2 separate regions of the Mus musculus genome follow, and region 1 is linked to region 2. Evidence: chromatin contacts called from public HiChIP or PLAC-seq data. All regions are on one chromosome and are shown on one strand. The core of a region is the stretch at or near the end of the contact, and the rest is flanking DNA. Distances in the headings are between cores, read along the strand shown.

The links. HiChIP or PLAC-seq counts read pairs in DNA pulled down with a chosen protein or histone mark.
Region 1: an H3K27ac HiChIP or PLAC-seq map of stem cell-derived neural progenitor cells shows a contact between it and region 2, with 2.7 times the contacts expected there. The contact joins two enhancer-like sites. A contact is called at or near these places in 5 of 115 datasets of contacts at active chromatin or transcription factors (differentiating embryonic stem cells, embryonic stem cells, extraembryonic endoderm stem cells and 2 more) and 1 of 9 other capture datasets (embryonic stem cells).

Annotation. Positions count from the first base shown.
Region 1 is chr8:118,826,266-118,828,965 of GRCm38.p6, forward strand. The region is part of intron 4 of Cdh13 (cadherin 13); the gene reads left to right. Among named protein-coding and RNA genes, the nearest start is that of Gm31893, 230 kb to the right of the region's middle. Within about 2 kb of position 1,411, at least 6 of the 459 cell types and tissues checked have an H3K27ac peak or open chromatin away from gene starts, as enhancers often do. A contact at or near this core is called in stem cell-derived neural progenitor cells, where this site is marked.
Region 2 is chr8:118,517,556-118,520,318 of GRCm38.p6, forward strand. The region is part of intron 2 of Cdh13 (cadherin 13); the gene reads left to right. Among named protein-coding and RNA genes, the nearest start is that of Gm24035, 92 kb to the left of the region's middle. Within about 2 kb of position 1,451, at least 40 of the 459 cell types and tissues checked have an H3K27ac peak or open chromatin away from gene starts, as enhancers often do. A contact at or near this core is called in stem cell-derived neural progenitor cells, where this site is marked.

The DNA.
Region 1 (2,700 bases), core at 161-2,660, 310 kb after region 2:
GTCATCATTGGTCCCCTCTGATGCACAGAGAATGGGGGTTGGGGGGGTGGGGGGGGACACCACAGTCACTCGGGAAGTAACAGAGCTCGGCTCAGAGCCAGTGTGGATAGAAGGATCAGAAGGGAGACAGAACCTCCCTGGATCTGGTAGTTTGGGTTTGAACAGGCTTCACTTGCTGAATTCCAGTCTCTCCATCACTTGCCTCTCTCCAGGTGAAACCCTAAAGCTCAGAACACTGCTTAACACCCATGCCAGGCTTTGGCCTTCAGCCTGGCTCCTCTCAACCTGCCTCCTTCTTTAGCATCCTGCCTCTACTCCAAAGCCACTGGAAATTTAAGTCTCTTAGAGTCTCTTATTACATAAGCATGAATATTATTAAATTTCCCCATAAACTCAAATTTTGTCTATTTAAAAAGACAATGAATCTTTCCTTTTGGAAATTGAAGTGGTTAGGATTAATGACCTCCCGTAAAGTTTTATCATCAATTATTACGCTTTATTGTGCCTCTTTCAGCCGCTTGCCACTCCACTCTGCCTTCTCTTCGTTCTCTTGTTTCTTGTGCCTAGGTTTTTTTTTTACTTTGCTGACCAAGACCTTGGGCCAGAAGGAGGTGAAATCAAACTGAAGCCAAATGCAAAGCTGTACTTCTGGCATTGGACAGATTTTAGACATGGACAGGGTTCATTGGCATTTATCCATCCTAGGTTAGTCATGTGGGCACGGTGAGTTCACAGTTCTTGAGAAATGAGCTGTGTCTAACATACTCTGAAAGCATCCCAATTTCAACAAAACACATTTACAGACTTCTTTGCTTTGTGGCATACGAATATAAGTCAGAGCACTCCCTCTTCTCTTCTCTTCTCTTCTCTTCTCTTCTCTTCTCTTCTCTTCTCTTCTCGTCTCGTCTCGTCTCGTCTCGTCTCGTCTCGTCTCGTCTCGTCTCTTCTCTTCTCTTCTCTTCTTTTCTTTTCTTTTTTCTTTTGAATTTGCATGTGCCTTTAGGACACAGTGGATTCCTAACTGTGACCTCTAAATATGCCAAGCACTTAGCTGTGACCCAGGTCCTCAGTCTCTGGCCAGCAATTGCCCCTTTGATCAGAATATCAGAGTTCCTTTCCCAATCCCTTCTCCGTGCTTTTGGGGTTTTACATCCAAGTTTTAACTGTGAGTTAGTCTCCTTCCAAACTTCTATCCCCAGTGGCCTTCTTGTGGTTGCCCCGATATTAAGAAACTGGGGTAAAATAACTGAGTAGCTGAGAAGTGATTCTCATGGAACTCGTGAGTGACAGAAACCCACTCAGACAGCTGAAGTCAGGGCCAGGCATGCACTGTATCCTACTCTCAGGACATCCAAGGCTGCAGGTGGCTTCAAAGCAGCTAGATCCAGCCTGAGGCTGTTTGTAGTCTTCTTTGGCTGAATTCCATTCCACCATCAATGGGATTTTTTTCCCTGTGTGGTCACAAACAGCATCCTCCTAGCCCTTGACTATCCAGGCAAGAACCTCTTCATCACCAGCTACGTCAGACTTTGCCCCGGGGAGACGGTTTGACAAACACCCATTCCTGAAGCCACTAGGTTCCATTTGTCCTGAAGTTCATTCCCCTGTGGGTGAAAAATGAGAACAGTTGGACTTGTCTCTTGCTATCCTCACTCAACAGGCAGGACTAGTACAAGAAGGGGGCGGGGCTTACTATGTAAATGTGTAGTTACCAGTCTCCATGGTTCTGCCAGGGTGTAGCTGTCTATGCAGCACTGGAATTTCATTAAACAGAACTTGGCATTTGGAGAGAGAGATCCCAATGTCTCTTTGCCATTGCGATTCCCTATGACAGAAACACCTACCACAAGTTGCCGCAGGTTGCTGGGTAGTAACATGGTCACTGACAGTCAATGCTGCCCATGGGGTTCCTGATCATTAGTTGGGAAGCAGTCCCTTTAAATTACTGAGATTCATCCACTTATGTACTTCTCTTCCATGCTAACAAAGAAAAGAGAGAAATGTCCCCAAGTGTTAATGTTCTATCTCTGGAATTGAGTTATTTTTCCAAGGCAATAAAATTTGAAGATTGCAATTAGTTAACCATTATGAAGACAGATCTTCAAATATTTCTCTCACTGTGGTGACATTTAAAATGCTTCCTGCTCCACCAAACAGCCCATTGGATTTTTCTCTGTATCTTTTCATAATGGCTAATTGCTAAGCAATTGATTGAATCCCCCTTTGTTCCTGTGTAATTTACTAAGTTGGCCAGAACAAGCGGCTTGACCATTTCTCGGCTTGCTCGTTTTGGTCACCTAGAGGGCAGGCTTTGGGCTAGAGATATGCTTATTTGGTTAAATTCTTGTAGACCGTCGATCTGACTATTTAATGTAGTGACTTAGGACAAAAGTTCAAAGGACACGCATATCTAAGTGTCCGCTGGGGAGTCTCTTAGCCTGCCTAAGCCTTGGGTTTGGACTTGGAAGATAGAAACAAGATTCTACCTCATACCGCTTAAGGAAGGGTCATAAGATGTGACTGCTTGTCAGGGCTCAGCCCCCTGTGTAAGCAACATAATCTATCACGTGAGTTGGCTTTTTAATAACATTTTTTATTCTTTGCATTTCATGCATTTATATAATGCACATTGACCATATATGTCACCTCCTGACAATACCCAGTAAGTGTCCCCATCCCAGTTCCCTACCAAAGTCATGC
Region 2 (2,763 bases), core at 201-2,700:
CTTTCACCTTCATTTTTATGGAAATTTCCTGTTGGCTAGAGAGCCAGAAGGGAAGGCATTGCAAATACTTGCCAGCCCAAGTGTTCTCTCTCAAGCACTTTTCCTTGACTAAGTTCACGGTCTCTTGTACCTGGCCACCTAAGACCTTTGCATTTTCACGTGTGCACCGTCCCAACTGCCCATGCATGGAGAACAGCCTGCAATCATAGCATGTGAGTCCTGAGACAGGAGTCTTAGTGAGGGGAGGGGGGGATGGCAGAAGAGAGTGCCTGCATGTGAATGCAGACAGAGATCAGGGACAGGGAGACTTTCCTCAGGATGCTGCCCACCTTGCTTGTTAAAACAGTTACCTGACACTGGCCTGAAACAGTTCAGCAAAGCCGGGAGCTCCTGAGATCCATCATCCTCAACCTCGTAGCACAGGATTATAAATATGAACAGCCCTTCCCAGCATTTTACATGGGTTTTGTGGAATAACACTATCCTGTCTGAGCGATTTGCCAAGCTCCCATCTGTGGCTTCCGTGTAGGCACTTTCGTGTTCTGAGCTATATACACTTTGTTTCCTGACCCCACACCTCCCCCACTCTTGGTCTCTGGACTAGAGCTTAAGAATGTTTAAGAAGTGTTTCCTCCTGAGCGTCAGTCAAGATGTGTTTTGGAATTGTAAGCGGTCACTGGGTTACAGGGTATTTCCGGTGGATATTGCACCATCCCACCAGGTGGCTGGGGAACAGTACTCCATCATGAGACAGATTGCTGCTTCTGTAATAGGCCATGCAAATATTTACCCTGATCCAGTTCAAGTGAAGACCACAGATAGTATCACGCCATTTGGGCTTTGCTGCTGTGTGAGTTATGGCACACTTGAGGTAGGCTGAGCCTCCTGGATTTGGGGAAGCCACAGACTGCTGCTATTTAAGAGAGCATCCTTGCAAGAAGATGTTCATCTGGTCCCCCTCCACCAGCTGCTTCTGGGACAGCAGAGGGCGGTGGCCCATTTTTCCCTTGCTCCATTTCCTTACTGGTTTGCAACTTGGTAAACGGGCGTCTTGGCAGACCATTCCTGCAAAGGGGCCAACTGCCACACTAGCTGATCTCTTTACTCTCTGAAGCCAGAATAGTTGTCAGCCATCCAGCTCCCTGTGAACCGCACATGTCAGCTGATTCGGGAGACCTCCCGGAGGGTCTATTTTTAACTTAAACTGGTTTTAATTTCCATATGTATATATTAGATCCTACAGAGGGAAGGGGGATTCCAAATGAGGAAACATTGATTCTGAATAACAGGAGAGATGTGATTAACGCTTGGAAAACAGTGGAGAGCATGAATCACCCCCTCCATGTGGTGAGCACTGTGTTTTGTTTCAGTGGAAAGATGTACTGTGGATTAGAATGGAACACGAGGACCAGAGGAGATAAATCCTGCTAGAAACACATGATGCAGTCACATTCCACGTGCTTAATAAAGGGGGTGAAGCTGAAGGCAGACCTGAATTAAAGCAACCAGGCCCATACATGTGAGTGAATGCTCAAGGAATGTCCAGAGTGATAGGGAGGCATAAACCAGAACTACACCCTGGTCCATGGTCAGGGGAGGGAGAGAAGTCATGGCTTCTACATGAGGGCATGGGCTCTCATGCTGGCAACTCTGGTCACCCTTCCAGAGCTTTCTTCCTGCGGACAAAATCAAGGCAGTATTTAGTAAACCTAACTAAAACTATACTTTGAAGAAAGATGTTTAGTTAAGTGGAGTGGCAGGGAGGAAATTATGTAGATCACAAATCCAAGGAGGCCTCAGGATAGTAGAGAACTAGAGCTTCAAAGGTTTTGAAGCAGAATTCGGAGCTAGGTTAATGCAGACAGATACCTCTACAAACAAGCATAAATAAATAGAAATGTAATTATTTCCAAAATGCAAATATACACACACACACACACACATACACACATACACACACATATGTGTATGTGTGCATGTGTGTGTACATTGTATATGGTGTGTGTGTGTGTGTGTGTGTGTGTGTGTGTACATTGTATATGGTGTGTGTGTGTGTGTACATTGTATATGGTATGTGTGTGTGTGAATGATTTTAATAAAGTTACAGAGCAAACAGTAAAGATAGGTGTGGTCATGCACATTTGTCATCCTGGGACTCAGGAGGCTGAAGCAGGAGGATCTCAAGTTTGAGACAAATCTATAAAACGTGGCCAGACCCTGTCTTAAAGACAAATCAAGAGGTGAGGGCGGGAAGGTCCAACATACATTGGAGGAGTCAGATGCTTGCAAGCAATTTAATAATAAAGGAAGACAGGTTAAAGCAGATCTGTATTTACATTACAATTCATTGCAGTAGCAAAATTATAGTTCTGAAGTAACAACAAAATTATTTTCTGGTTGGGGGTTCACCACATCATGAGGATCTGTACTAAATGGTTGTAGCATTAAGATGGTTGAGAACCACCAGATGCCAAGCCCTGTTCAAAGCTGGTTAATATCCTATTACCATCAGAATTATCTTTTGAATGCATGTGCCTTTCTCCTCTACTCCAAAATACCATGTAATTTTGTCAAGTCTGCCACCTTCAGCGAATTGTCAGCAATGAGGGGACAGCTCGTGTTTTCCAAGAGAGTTCAGTGATCCTTGGACAGATATGATAGCACCCCAAATGTGACATTGACAGGACATAGCACCCACCTTCCTGCCCTACTCTTACAAATCATACTTTTTCATAATAACGTGATACAGTGTTACAGTAAAAT